2 separate regions of the Ovis aries genome follow, and region 2 is linked to region 1. The links are chromatin contacts, called in public Hi-C maps. All regions are on one chromosome and are shown on one strand. Each heading gives the region's core, a stretch centred on a gene start, on an enhancer-like site or on the middle of the called end of the contact. The rest is flanking DNA. Distances are from core to core; before and after follow the strand shown. Region 1 holds the start of VPS39 (VPS39 subunit of HOPS complex). Region 2 overlaps CAPN3 (calpain 3).

Evidence for each region. Hi-C and Micro-C count contacts between places; a contact is called where the count stands out from the background.
Region 2: a Hi-C map of muscle shows a contact between it and region 1, with 2.5 times the contacts expected there. The contact joins the enhancer-like site here to the promoter of VPS39 in region 1. A contact is called at or near these places in 7 of 16 Hi-C or Micro-C datasets (blood, liver, muscle and 3 more).

The regions. Positions count from the first base shown.
Region 1 is chr7:35,809,581-35,817,168 of ARS-UI_Ramb_v3.0, forward strand. It overlaps VPS39 (VPS39 subunit of HOPS complex), which reads right to left and starts at 4,122. Exons shown (of 22, transcript XM_060419118.1): 1 at 3,902-4,122. The coding sequence starts at 3,974. TMEM87A (transmembrane protein 87A) reads right to left here. Exons shown (of 20, transcript XM_060419132.1): 20 at 5,822-7,079. The coding sequence ends at 7,038.
Region 2 is chr7:35,962,769-35,970,356 of ARS-UI_Ramb_v3.0, forward strand. CAPN3 (calpain 3) reads left to right here. Exons shown (of 24, transcript NM_001009212.1): 2 at 2,196-2,265; 3 at 4,000-4,118; 4 at 5,570-5,703; 5 at 6,396-6,564. Among named protein-coding and RNA genes, the nearest start is that of CAPN3, 29 kb to the left of the region's middle. Within about 2 kb of position 4,368, at least 5 of the 54 cell types and tissues checked have an H3K27ac peak or open chromatin away from gene starts, as enhancers often do. A contact at or near this core is called in liver and muscle, where this site is marked.

The DNA.
Region 1 (7,588 bases), core at 2,872-5,371:
CCTAGAAAACTCCCAATGGCCTAATCCTGAGCCACAGGATCACAGACACGATTCCTCCTGGGAAGGAAGGCGGAGCCCTCTAGCTCACAGTTACCCTAGTGAAGCTCCATCCAACAGTGCAGCTCAGTCCAAATGCATGTGATAAACCCTCACTGCTGAACATGGCAGGGAGTACAGAGATGAACAGGGTAGTGCTCACTTCCCTTCTTTGAGTCACAGGGCAAAGAACAGTGTTTCTCAAAGCAGCAGCCCCTGATTCGCTGCGTCAGAATCACTTGGACTTATTAAAAATGCCCAGTCCTGAGCCCAGCTCCCAGAGATTCTGATGCAGTGATTCTGCAGAGGTGCCCTGAAATTTGCATTAAAATTTTTTTTCATTATATGAGAAATTTACCTAATTCCAAAGCTAAAACTATGAGAAGTCAGTCCATCCTGTCCACTTCACCTTGTTCTCTTCCTTCTGCTGTAAGTAACCATTTTAATCATTCTTATTTTTCCACTGTTTCTTTGGAAAACAAATAAAAATGATTCGGTATACACACATACAGACACACACACACACCCCTACATTTTTCTATAGGCTCTGAATATACATTAAAGTTTGAGAACCAAGCTCTAGAATCAGATATGATTTACTGGATTTACCTTGAAAAAACTACTTAAATTTTCAGGTTCTTCCTCTGGAAAAGGGAGTTGTTATTATTGCATAAATGCTTACTACATCTAAGTACTCAACAATGAAAGCCCTTACTATTAGTCAATTAAACAAATATTTAATAAGTATCCATTATGAGTCAGGAACTCTTCTAGGCACAGTAAATAAACCTATGTACAAAACAAACTTGTTGCTCTGAAGGAACCTATACTCTAATATGGAATGACAGAGACAATAATAACATATAAAATAGCAGTAAGAGGCTTCTATGGTAAGAAGATAAGGCTGAGTAAAAGAGTAGCACATTGGTGGATGTGGCATTTTCTTCTATACACAATAGCTCAGTAAAGGCCTTGCTGATTTATGTGATATTTGAGCAAACAAAATGAGGAATGAGCTGTATATCTAGGACAAGAGACTGTCAAGCAGAGGAAACAGCAAGTGCAAAGGCCCTGAGATAGTTACATGCTTTGTGTGTTCATGGAACAAGAACGACCATGTAACTAGCAGCAGAGGAGCAAGGGCTAAGACCATAGGGAAAAACAAGGAACATAACTAGAGGCCTGATCATGACAGGTGTTGCCAGTCATGTTAAGGACTTTGGAACTTATTCCAGTTGTGATGTGAAGCTATGGAGGGTTTTGAGCAGAGGAGAGATGCAAATAGATGACATTTTCAAAGGATCTCTCTACCTCTATGTGGATAAAAGATGGCAAATGGCATAATAGCAAACCCAGGGTGATGAGTCAGAAGACTATTATAGTCATTCAGATGACAGAGACTGGTGCCTTCATCAACAGCAGTGAACAGCAGAGATGGAGGGAAGCGACTGGGTTGTAGAATTTTTCAGGAGGTGGAACAGATATTTGCTGATGGATTGGATGTGGTGTATAAGAGAATAAGAGATGTCAAGGATAATTCCAAGGCTTTGGGGTTTAGCCAAATGGGTAAACAGAAATGCCATTTCTGTTTGCAGAGATAATGGGATACAGGGGGATGGGCACACTTGAAATCAGGAACTCTTTTGGCCATACAACCAGATATCCAAATGAAGATGCTGAAGAGGCAGCTGGATTCTACAACTCTGGAGTTTGGGGAGAAGTCCTCCTCCTCATCATCACCATCAGTATCTTCCTCACTTCCATGTCCCAGAAGATGGGATTATGGTGGCTCTATGACATTATCCAGCTCAGATACTGTCTGGCCCTCCAGAAGCCTGGAGGTTCCTGGATGAACTAAGGTCACAATGTAGACAGAAGGGGTAAAAACTAGAAACAGCAATATTTACTGCTGCTAAAGCCTGAAAATAAAGTAGTTTTGAGGCACAAGGCAGTAAATGGCCTCTCATAGCCCAATACCTAGCACAGCAATCTCGTAGGCAACAGGTGTTACTCCTGTTTTGCTGGAGTTTAGACAGGCCAAAAGCTACCTACCATTTCAAAAGCTGTTTCTGGAAAACACAGGTACAGAAAATCTTTATGGTAACAAACTGCAGTTGGTGAAAGAACCTAAAATATGTGGACTACTAGTCCCACAGGGTATCAGGGTCAAGGACTCTGACAAGCTAAGTGGGGTGTGGCAAGCGGCTGCATCCATCATTTTCAGAAACATATGTCCGAGGCTGAGTGGATTAGCCTTCCCTCCATAATCACATATCAGGCAGCATAAGTCTCTGTTATCATTTATCTTGTATTGTAATCTATTCACATTTCTTTGTCTGCCACTGTGTGTCCCAGGAGCACAGGCACTGTTTCTTACTCATCTTTGGGTTCCTGTTTCTAGCAGAGACTGGCCCATGCAGCCACTTAATACACACTTGACAAAGAAACAGGGGAGTGATCCCCTTTGTGCTGAGTGTCAGGTCTTTCATTTTTTCAATTTCTTTTTTTTTTTTTCTCCTCTATTTATTTTAAATTTTTACTGAGAGCATTTAATGACAGAAAAGTGGGAGTTTTCTTGAGATACCTGGAGGAAGTAGGATTCTCTCCTTAACCCTAGGACAGACTGCTGTGGAGGTGTGACTTTAAAAAGTCCCAGAGCTAAACAACCACACTGTTACTCTATAGCACAGGGGCCTATATTCAGTATCTTGTGACAACTACAATGGAAAAGAAGATGAAAAATAATGTATAATATATGTAAAACTGAATCATTTGCTATACAGCGGGAATTAACATAACAGTGTAAATCAACCATATTTCAACTAAATAAAACTTAAAAAAGAGGTCCTTGGCAGCTGGGGGAGGGTGGGGGGTGCACACATTAGAGAGATATGTAGTGAAGGCACCTTACTGAAAAGGATGTGAAGAACTCTGACTGAGTGGCACTGTCCACGACAATGAACAGAATGCCAGCCACCACCAAGACTCCACCAGGCCCATCATGATACTCAGCTCAGTATAAGATCTGATTAAGGTTCTGAGCCACCTTGATTTCTACGACCTGGACATTAACAGGAAAGACTGAAAGTACTTCTGTTTGGTCTTTGGTTATCAGACACACAAACACTCGTGGATAGGAGCATAATGTTCACAGGAGTCAAGGTTTATTTCAGAAATCATTTGTATTCTAGAACAGAGACACCTGATCTTGCTTTCTGTACTGGACAATCCCAAGTGGATCATGCAATGTTTTATGGGTTAGGTTTCCTGAAAGCCTGAAATGACCCTCTTCTACTTATAGGAGTTAGGTAACTTGGGCATTTTGACTATGAGACAATCAACCACTTGGCTAGATTAAAAGTGGAGAGTAACAAGTTAGCTACAGTAATTAGAAGTAAGTGATGAGTGACGATTAAGGGGGAAAAGACATAGCTGCTAACTTGTTCAATGCATAACAAGCAAACAAAAAGCAAAACAGTGTTGTCTTTCACCTGGAAAACAACACAGTCTGGACATGTTCAAGCCCCTAGCCGTCTGAGAACTTCTGTGGAACTTTGTTACCCAAACTAAAGACTTATTGGGAACAGAAATGAGCCAAAACAGAGTAGTTAATAAGGAAAGTTCCACCCCCAACTCCCTACCGAGAGCAAGGGCAGGTGAACATCCCTAAAATGCCTGTATCCCCGGAAATCGCCCAAACAGCTCCACCGCCCTCGCTGTCAACAGAGCTCTGGCTCCCCTCATCCTAGGCCCCTCTTGGAGGACGCCCGACCAGAGTCCACACAGCCAGAGGCCGGCCACTTTCCTAGCCTCGTGAAAGGTCTCAGCCGCTCCCGCGCTGACCCCACCTGGCCCCTCGTCTCACCCCAGGCAGCCAGACAGTCGATCTGCAGAGGCAGCTTTTCTAGGATCGGCACTGGCTCGAAGGCGTCGTGCATGACGGCAGGCGCAGTCGCCGCCACAGCCTCAACCGGATTGTGCCGGGTCGGGTGTGGGGCCGGAATCAGGACCAGGGAAGAGTGGGGACCTCGGCTACTGGCCCTTGGGCAATAGAGCCATCAACAACACCGGACTTCCTGCAGAGTTAAGCCCGCCCCTTCCGCAGCTGAAGTTCCGCCCCTTCCGCCCCGGTTCCTAGCGCAATCTCCAGGGGTGATCTGGTACCTGGGTTCGCGTTTTTCGCTGAACCATCGTGGAGCCCGAGTGATCATGGGTTTAACAAGTGGAAAAGGGATCTTAATCTTTGAACTGTTTTGGGCATCAGAGCATGAAGAATTCAGGCTTTGGCGTTAGACTTGGGATGGAGACCTGTCATTTAGGAAATGAGCTCAGGAGCTGTGGCGTTTAAGAAACAATCTCTAGAAGCCTTAGTTCTGTATCTGCAAAGTGATGGTAGTGTTGTGTACCTAACCTTGTGAGCTGTTTGCAACAGCTGACATCCTAAGCACTCAATCAGTGGTAGTTTTAGTATTACCATTATAAACCCAACTAATTCGCAGTAACTTTCCCTTTTATTTTAGGGGCTTATCGAGGCCAGGGCTTCTCCAAGTATCGTCCCTAGGTCAGCATCACCTGGGAACTTGTTAGAAAGGCAGTCCCAGACTTCATCCAGCCCTACTGATTCAAACACTGAAGGCGGGGAGGGGTGGGTGGTGGTCCAATTGTGTTTTACTAAGCCCCCAAGGTGAGTCCATGAACTTTTATTTAAAGTTTAACGAATGCAAGAATGATCTGTATCTGGCAGTTTACCTCCAAGAAAACAGCTAGTATACCATGAAGTGAAGCATTTGGTTTAAAGCAAAATGTAAAAGAAAAAAGGAGCGAGTCTGTGATATAACCATATTAAAAAAACAAAAACAAAAAACCTACAGCCCTGGTCACTTTTAGTTTCTTCATCTGTAAATGAGGAATGCTGTCCCATCTTTATCAAATACTGTTTCTGATAATCAAATGAAGTATTTTCAAGTAGTAAGAAACACAAAAATTGCTGAAGAAATCTTGGGGCTAATTTTCCCCATAGAAACTGAACACCTTGAAAATTTAGAATTACCAGCTCTTCTGCTAGGCCTGCTACCTTGTAGTTCCAGTTCAAGACCAAAATAAACAATGTAGACTCTTAAGTTGGTTACAGGTCAATGTGATAATATAAATTCCTTCTGAACCTAGTCTAAGAACTGCTACATTACAGCCAATCACACTAACACATCCTGAGAAAACAGAATTAACAGGCTATAGAATTTGTGCTATACACCCCCGCTTGTAACAGTAGGTTTCTGGTAATTTCCAGGCAGTCTGGTGCTTAGGACTTGGCACTTTCACTGTTGGTGGGGGAACTAAGGTCCTGCAAACCATGTGGTGTTTCAAAAAAAAAAATAGGGGTTTTTGCCTACTTTCAAATTAATATCTAACCAGTCTCAAAAACATGACCAATTATCCTGCTGCATTATGACCACTATTCACTTGCTGAGTTTTGGTGTGGAAGAACAGAAGCACACAAAGTTAACACCAGCCCTTTGCAAATGGGTTAACCTGAGAATAGGCAGTTCGTATTGTTTCTTAAGAAATACTATCTAGGTGATTTTTGTTGTTGTCGTTGTTAATCACCATACCAAACAGCTAGAGAAATGTTATATAAATACTTTAGTGAAGACTGTAGTCATGTGGTCACTGATTTTAACAGAAAATAAGACAATACAGAATAAAATCCATGGAAGGAAAAGTCAATGAGAGTGTGGAGAAAGGGTCTTCAGAGAAAGTCTTGGAAAAAAAGTGACAAAAACATGAATTTTGTTAAAACTTTTTAATATTAAAAAGTGGCATGAACTTTCTATGTAGAACAAAAATCTTGGGAAGGCAAAATTGGACAAACTCATTCGAACAAATAATAGTGCTTCAAATGAATCCCATCACCTTGTGATGTTTCTTATAAACCATCCCTAAGCCAACACCAGATACAAGTACAATCCTAAAAAATGAGCAGCAGTCCAGGGCCTCCACATTATTTCATGCAGAAAAAACTGTTTACCAAAGAAGGACCTGTTTCCTTTATATTAGCTCCTGCTTCTGAAGCATTATAATCCCTTTAGCAGGGTGCTCACTCACATGCACTTATGATGGAGTGCCTTTCTGTATCTATGCAACACCCAGTGAAAGGCATGGAGGCAAACAAAGCACTGCCCAGGACTCCACACTGCTGCCCTTGAAGGCTTACAAAACAGTAGTTAAAAGTTCTGGAGTGTGCACCACATTGCCAGCAATGGGATGTGTCACCATAGCAGATGTCAAAAGAGTTAGGCTAATATTTCTCTCTAAAGTACATCTGAAATAGAAAAATCTTTAATATACACCATTTGTAAACAAAATTGCACTTGATTTTGCTTCTTCAAATGATCTAAAATCACACTGTAACAGTCTCTCTCTCCCTCTGTTGTTTGTTGTTGCTCTTTTAATCACTGATAGAACTGTGGCTCCTTAATGCAGGACTTTTTTTTTTTTTCCTCTAAACTACCTCTGCAAGATTTAACCTTGTCTTCCCAGGAAATGCAACGATAATTAACAATTTCACCCATCACCTATGTAATTCCCTAAATAAATAAAAATTACAGGCAGTTGCTCCTGGATATTACATATTATGGCGTGATGTCACAGTTCTTCAGAGGATGTTAAATTTTTTAGTTTGACAGATTAAACAATTTAAACATTATAGAAGGTTTAGGAACAACATACACAAGTTGCATAAACATCCATGTCAGGGTGTGGGAGGGAAAGGGGCACCAATGCTGCAAATAAAAAACTTGTAGATTCTTTTCATCCTATGAACTTGTTTTCCAGAGAATGTTCTCCTTGTTCCAACACCTCTCGCCAGCTCCAATGCACAAAGATCAAGGAACAGATCAAGATGTCATTGCCTCCTTTAATCCCATGGAGCAGTGCAGTGACTAACATAGAAGCTGATCTCTTTCCAGGTCCTAGCCATCCTCAGTTGCAAATCTTCCCATTCTTTACTCCATTTTGGACCTTTCAAAGTGCGTGATCATTCGTTCCTAGGGAGGAAAAAGTTATTTTAGGTATATTAATTTTAAATGGTCTACATTCCAAATATCTTTTACAAAAATGATCACAGGTTTTCTTAAGTACTTGCTTATGTTCACTGGTTATTTACAGCAATGCTTCCTAAGCATCTATGAAGATTTTGAAACATACAGATGTCCAGGTCCAAAGATTAACTGAAGCAAAATCTCTAGGGTTCTGGACACCATAAATCAACAAGCCATAAATCAAAAGGAACTGTGTATTTTAGAGTCACTTAAGCTTTAACAAAAATGTGTACCTCCTGTGATTCAGGAATTTAACTTAATGAAAGAGTCAAGGATATGGGCAAAGATTTAGCTTCTACCATCTCTACTACTGTAACAATACTAGAAAGAATTGTGTCCAAAAATATAAGACTGTATAGACAAACTACGGTATATCCTGATTAAAATTACATTTGATGAAGAAGTTCTAGACACCTGTTGCACAACAATGCACATATAAATTAACACTTTGCACT
Region 2 (7,588 bases), core at 3,118-5,617, 150 kb after region 1:
AGAAAATTAGAAATACCAAGGAACATTTCATGCAAATATGGGCACAATAAAGGACAGAAATGGTATGGACCTAACAGAAGCAGAAGATGCTAAGAAGAGGTGGCAAGAATACACAGAACATACAAAAAAGATCTTTACATCCCAGATAATCACAATGGTGTGATCACTCACCTAGAGCCAGACATCCTGGAATGCAAAGTCAAGTGGGCCTTAGGAAGCATCACTATGAACAAAGCTAGTGGAGGTGATGGAATTCCAGTTGAGCTATTTCAAATCTTAAAAGATGATGCTGTGAAAGTGCTGCACTCAATATGCCAGCAAATTTGGAAAATTCAGCACTGGCCACAGGACTGGAAAAGGTCAGTTTTCATTCCGTTCCCAAAGAAAGGCAGTGCCAAAGAATGCTCAAACTACCACACAATTGCACTCATCTCACATGCTAGTAAAGTAATGCTCAAAATTCTCCAAGCCAGGCTTTAACAGTACCTGAACCGTGAACTTCTAGATGTTCAAGCTGGATTTAGAAAAGGCAGAGGAACCAAAGATCAAATTGTCAGCATCTGTTGGATCATTGAAAAGCAAGAGAATTCCAGAAAAACATCTGCTTTATTGACTATGCCAAAGCCTTTGACTGTGTGGATCACAAAAAACTGTGATCACAAAGAGTTGGACACAACTGAGTGACTAAACTGAACTGAACTTAGGATATATCCCCAAAGGAATAAACAGCCAACATTTTACATTGCAAGTCGCTTGAAAGAATTCATTTTATGTATGTGATCATGCCATCAATTTGATAAGCAGTTAGGTTCCTTTTCTTCAATTTGCTTTTAGCTTTTACAGATTGCTTTTTTCCCCCACTAAAATTAGTATACCAGTTTATTACTCTTTTAAGTATTAACCATTCTGTTTGGTGTGTAGTAGTATCACATTGTAGTGTTTCCCGTATGATTAATGATGTTGAGCATTTTCCCATGTATTTTTTGCCATTTGTATGAGGCTCCTATGGCTGCTATAATATATTACCATAAACTTGGTAGCTTAAAATAAGAATTTTATTCTTTCACAGTTACAGATTGCTTTTTAAAATTGCATTTTCTTCAATTTGGTTTTAATTCTATAAAATGTACATTGTTCCTAAGTCAAAATTATTTTAAAACAGATATATTCAGAGTTTTACTTCCATCCCTATATTCGCCACTTAATCCTTTCCTCCCCTATAGGTAACCTTTTAAAAAATTATTATTTGGGGTTTGCCCTTCCATTGATAAGAGCTTCAAGGGGGTGGTGTGTGTGCTGTGATCTATGCACGACTTTCCATCTAGTAGGTGAGACAGATCCTTGAGCTCAGGGAGATTCATTCACTGAGCTCACTCACCCGGATTGTTGTATTAGGGAAGACAGAAAAACAGAGAGGGCTATATCACCAAGATAGCAAGGCTTCTTGAAGCGGTGAAGGACAAAGTTAAAACCAAAACACAGAATCTATAATTATTTCAAAAGTTAAAATACAAAGCATGACACATCCAAACAAACACAAGAGCACCCCCTGTTGGCCTCTGTTGGGATGCATATAACTGGTAGTGCCTGGATTTGAAAACTGCTCGGACCAGGGTGTCACGTTGGGTTAGCTTTATTAAAGAAGCATACCTACCAACAGACTGGGAGGCCTTCGAGGCTCATGTCAAATTTATTCTTGGCTCTCCCTAGCTCTCAAGTCCTGTGGCCCTTGGGACACATGCTGATACTAAATATCTATGTTACCACATCTTGGGGAAAAAGATCCTTACTTTCCCTCCTGCACCTCTTTTCCTGGCTTAGAAAACAAACAAACAAGAGCTGTGTTTTGTACTGTCCCTTGGTCAAAGCTGAGACAATAGTGACACTGTCCTAACTCTCAAGGTGCTCCCTTACTCAGACAGTATATCACTGTGAGGGATCAATGTGGGACAGTGAGAAAAGGAGCCACGCACCTGGCTTCTCCTGCCTGCTAGCTGTGTGTCCTTGGGCAAATTCTTAACCTCTCTGAGTCTTGGTGTTCTCATCCGAAAAATAAGAATGATAGTATCCAGTTCATGGGCGTTTCTGAGGTTTAAGTGAGTGGTGTGTGTAAAACTCCTGATATGGGATGCCAGTACTGCATATGAACCTCAGTAAATAATAGCTACTATTATTATTTCCTTTTTGCTTCACAGGAAATTTGTGAGAATCCCCGATTTATCATTGGTGGAGCCAATAGAACTGACATCTGCCAAGGAGATCTAGGTAGGAAAGTTCCTCTGGTCCTATTTAGCCAAACAATCAAGGTGTGACTAAGAGGTATGATCCTTTTATAGTAAGTAAAGGGACAGTAATCTGGTTTTGCTTGTAATGAATTTGGGGGAGGTAGTTTTGATAACATTATTTAAACTCATTCAGCTCTGTGTTGGTGATTACTTCATTTAATTTCTGTCCCTCCTACCTTTCTCACCAGCTCTTTACGTTGTGTCACAACAGGAGGTCGCCTCCTCTCCAGAGTCTCCAGGACACTCACACACCCCACTCAGCAAGACAAAAGCCCTGTTTCTAGCAGGACCCACCTTCCTTAAAGGGCTTCCCTGGTGACTCAGTGGTTAAGAATTAGCCTGCTAGTGCAGGAGACAGGAGTTTGATCCCTGGGTCAGAAAGACTCCCTGGAGAAGGAAATCCCTTCTCCAGGAGTCCCCACAGTGGAGCAGTGGGGTCCCCACTCCAGTGTCCAGGCTCCAGAGGAGCCTGGCAGGCTAAGTCCATGGAGTCACGAGGAGTCAGACATGACTTAGAGACTAAACAACAACAACCCTTCTTAGAAAGCAGCTCTGAAATTGTGTGCCATGCATGTCCCTTGGGCATGCAGAATCGATATGCTCACAAAAAGTGCTTTCATAACTCGAACTCTTGTTTAAACTGCCCCAGAATAGCTCCGTTTTAAACAAGCTTTTCAACAAAGGCAACGCCTGCCATGTGGATGAGCATCCAATTTTGTCTGGTTAATTAGCTTGGCTGCTTCCTTTATCTCAGCCTCTTATTTGGAAGGTATTGTCTTTAGTGTGAACTGCAGAAAAGTGCTGTGAAGTAACGTTGGAGGAAACAAATATCAACAGACACAATTTAGAACTTGAGGGAAAAGGGGCACTCAAGGCCAAACTGCTCAAGGCCAGATGAAAGGAATTTAGCTAATTTGGTCCTGGAAGGAGAGGCTGAAGAGGGTTTGAATATCTGACTTCCTGCACTTGAAGGAAGGCTGCCTGCAGAGCCCTGCCCAGCTAATAACCTGGGCCTTCCAACCGACATGCTGTTTCAGAAAGGCTGGCTGCTTGGGAGGTGGGAAGTGGGGAGGGTGGTAGTGGTGGTGGGAGGAGGCCTGTGGAGGCTCTCAGCCTCCCCTCTGCAGACTCAGAAATGCCTTGACATCCCACACAGCACAACAAAGGCCTTGCATAATCTAGCCTGTGTTCTGTTAGTGTTCCTGGCCTGCCACTTGGGCATTCACACACACACATGCACACACTAACAGGGCAAAGTGCCACCTCCAAATACTAACCAGCTTTCCTTACAGTACTAATGGGCTGGTCTGATGGCTCTCAGATGCTCAGATCCTGCAGTCACATTGCAAAGGTGCAGGGCAGGCAGCTTCCTTACAGGTGTTAGAAAGAATGACCCAATTATGACCCCCACTGCTCAGTTTCCACTGAGGTCCAGATAGAGGTCTGAGCTTATACTGCAGCCAGAGGAATTGCCTATAGCCTTCAGGAAAGCAGTCACGAGGGAGTAAGTTACCCTGTTGATGGCATAGTCCAGGGACTGCGGTCACACTCCTTTCCTTGGCTGATACCTCCGTAAGGTCAGATCTGGAAGCAGGACAGTGAGAGTCAAGTGTACGCCCTTCTCCAGAAAGCAGAGCAGCTGATGGGGATGGGGTCTCCTTCTTCCCTGGAGGTGTGGGCCCTCCTGTGACCTGTGCCACGTGTTTGCCTGCAGGGGACTGCTGGTTTCTTGCAGCCATCGCTTGCCTGACCTTGAACGAGCGTCTGCTTTTCCGGGTCATACCCCATGATCAGAGTTTCACCGAAAACTACGCGGGGATTTTTCACTTCCAGGTGAGGTCAAGGGACTGTAGTTAAGAGGGCCAGTGGGCCGTCCACCTACCAAGTATCCTGGGCTTGACTTCCCAGTGGCTCCAGGAAAGATTCCCACCCACCCAGCCAGCTATGGCTGTGGGCAGTGACCCCCTTCAGGCCTCAAGCCTGTGAGGAAGTAGTTGTTTATTTCTTCCTACCCTCAACCCCCTACACCTTCCGTTAGGCCCCAGAAATGTTAGAGGATATCCTGTTTGCTGGCCTGTTGGTCTATTTTTACCCTTCCAGCTGTCAGGCTTCTGTGTGATAACCAGAAGCCCTTCTCAAGTAAATCCCTAAGACACTGGCACTAGGAATCCAGAGGGCCCTTGAGGCTGCAAAAGAAATGCCCACACAAGTCTATACCCACACTATCATTCACCCATTCCGGGCTCTGGAAGAAAAGTCTGGTTAATCTGGGGACCAGGCTTCTGGCTTGGCCCAGCAATGAGTCTTTTGGTTTCAGAATAAGTTCAGACACTGGAAACTTTCTGGATCCAAATTGTCCTAGCAAAGAGCCAAACCTCATGCTGACCCAGAACTGAAATGAGCTTCTTATGTGGGCACTTGTATCTATGGGTGTTCTGAGGCTTCTGAACAGCCCTGAAGGCTCCCAATGTCCTGGACTGACCCAGATCATCAGTTGATCTTGTATCCCAGGATGGAAGGCCTCAGAAAGGGTCTTCTCTGCAGGTTTAGGATCAGACTCCTGCTGCTATCCCAATGTGGACAGGGCCGCGGGGTCCCAAGTCTTGTTTTTTCCCTATGCCATCAAGCTGCTCACTCCCCTTGGGTATTTAAAAGGTCTGAAACCAAAAGGATCAGAAACACAAAGACCACACAGATTTTTGCCTTCTTGTTCATAGGAGAGTAAATGTCATTAGAAGGAAATTAAACTACTTTTGGCTTTCTTGGGTTAAAACCAATTTGTTCAAGAAAGAACATCATCTAGAATTGGGATTACTGGACAGTGTTCCTGGTTTAACCAGAGTATATTCTGGGTCACCTTCCATTTCCATGTCAATCCTTCTTCTTCAACAACAATTCCTACCTTATTTGTCATCAAGAAGTACATAAATTATACGTCACCTTCTCCTAGACCAGGGCTTCTCAGCCCTGACTGCATATGAGGATCAGCTGAGATAACTAAAAGTACTGATACCTAGGCTGTCCCCAGACCTACAGAGCAGAAGGAAAATCTCAAGCCCTCAGATACACATGGAGTACCTACCATCCCCTGTACTGAGCTGGACTGTGTGGAAGAAGCATAATGGTTTGTAACATACTTCCTGCCCTCAAAGAGGTCACAGTCTGCTTAAAGAAAGATTCACCCTCTCTAAACCCAGAATAGTGTGAACAAGAGGAATGTGGGGTAGGGACGCATTTCCTGCTGGTAATCTGAGGATGGCACTGTGCTTGATGCTTCTGTGCAGTTCTGGCGCTATGGAGACTGGGTGGACGTGGTTATTGATGACTGCCTGCCAACTTACAACAATCAACTGGTTTTCACCAAATCCAACCATCGCAATGAGTTCTGGAGTGCTCTGCTGGAGAAGGCTTATGCTAAGTAAGACGGGGATAGGAAATCTCTAGTTTCCATAGTGAGCTCTTTAATCCTCCCTTCTTGGTGGCACTACAGATCCTGGATCCCAGTATTATTTCTCTGGAACTCAAATCCCAGAGCCTTGGTTGGCTCAAACTCATGAGCTCACTATATATACATATTTGTATGTATATATATATATAACTTTTTATTCTGTATTGGGGTATAGCTGATTAACAGTGTTGTGATAGTTTCAGGTGAACAGTGAAGGGACTCAGCCATATGTATACATGCATCCATTCCCCCCAAACTCCCCTCCCATCCAGGCCGCTGCATAACACTGGAGCTCAGAATATATGAATAAAAGCCATGTTGCCTCTCAGAAGTTCCACTCCAGCTACTAATGGCTTTAATGGAGCCCTACTTCAGATTTCGAGTATAGTGGAAAGAGAACTATCAGGAAGTGGGAATAGCAGGTTCCAGTCCCAGTGTTTCTCCTCTCTGTGGCCTCAGCTGGTCACACAGCCTCTGGGGCTCCGTCTCTCCATTGTGAAGAAAGGGAATCATAGTATCTGTTCAAAAGCTTACAGAGTTGTTGGAGAATTTGGATAAGGCAGCATCACAGGACCCAAGAGTAAAGTCCTGGAGCCAGGGGTACTGGGGTCATGTTTCCTGGAACCCTGTGACCCCAGACTAGTCTTCATCCTATCTCTCAGGCTCCATGGTTCGTATGAAGCCCTGAAAGGCGGGAACACTACAGAGGCCATGGAGGACTTCACGGGAGGAGTGACAGAGTTTTTTGAAATCAAGGATGCTCCCAGAGACATGTACAAGATCATGAAGAAAGCCATCGAGAGGGGTTCCCTCATGGGCTGCTCCATTGATGTAAGTCTGGGGTGTGGGGTGCAGGACAGGGTGCTGCCAGCTACTGGGAAGACTTACCCAGTGAACAGCAGCACAGGGCTTTCCTCTGGGATGGGGTGAACTTTCTGTTTTAGGAAGCAGAAAAGTAGCTCTCAACTTTGAAAACTGGGAATTTCTCAAGGGAGAAGTTTCTGGAGGTTTTCAATAAAGATCCTAGAATTTAGGTGGAAATAGGCCTCCAGGGTTTCTCTTACCTTAAGATGGTAGGTGTTGCAGGAGGGCAGACACACTGAAACCATAATCACAGAAAACTAGTCAATCTAATCACACTAGGACTACAGCCTTGTCTAACTCAATGAAACTAAGCCATGCCCTGTGGGGCCATCCAAGACGGGCGGGCATGGTGGAGAGGTCTGACACAATGTGGTCCACTGGAGAAGGGAATGGCAAACCACTTCAGTATTCTTGCCTTGAGAACCCCGTGAACTATATGAAAAGACAAAATGATAGGATACTGAAAGAGGAACTCCCCAGGTCAGTAGGTGCCCAATATGCTACTGGAGCACTGACTCGATGGACGTGAGTCTGAGTGAACTCTAGGAGTTGGTGATGGACAGGGAGGCCTGGTGTGCTGCGATTCATGGGGTTGCAAAGAGTCAGACATGACTGAGCGACTGAACTGAACTGAACTGAACTGAACCGGCCTCCAGGGCTGGTGTTTCTCAGTTCCAGCATGCCCCTAGTAAGCTGGCCACACACTGGGCTATGGACCTGAACCTACCAGTTCCCTAAGAAAGCCTCCCAGTCACTGAACTTTGATCATATCTCGCACGTGGGACACAGGCTTTGTGTTGTAATCTGGGAGAAGCTCAGCCTGCAGTCCACCTCTCAACAAAGTGGTATGAACTGAGACCAGAGCCAAGGGTAAGGGGATGGCAGACTGGCCAGGAGATGCACCTTCCCTGGGGGTTAGTCAGTGTATTCTAACAGTCTTGGTTATCTCTCTTTGTGAGGAAGGGGCCCAAGCTGAATTCCTGTTCCCTCC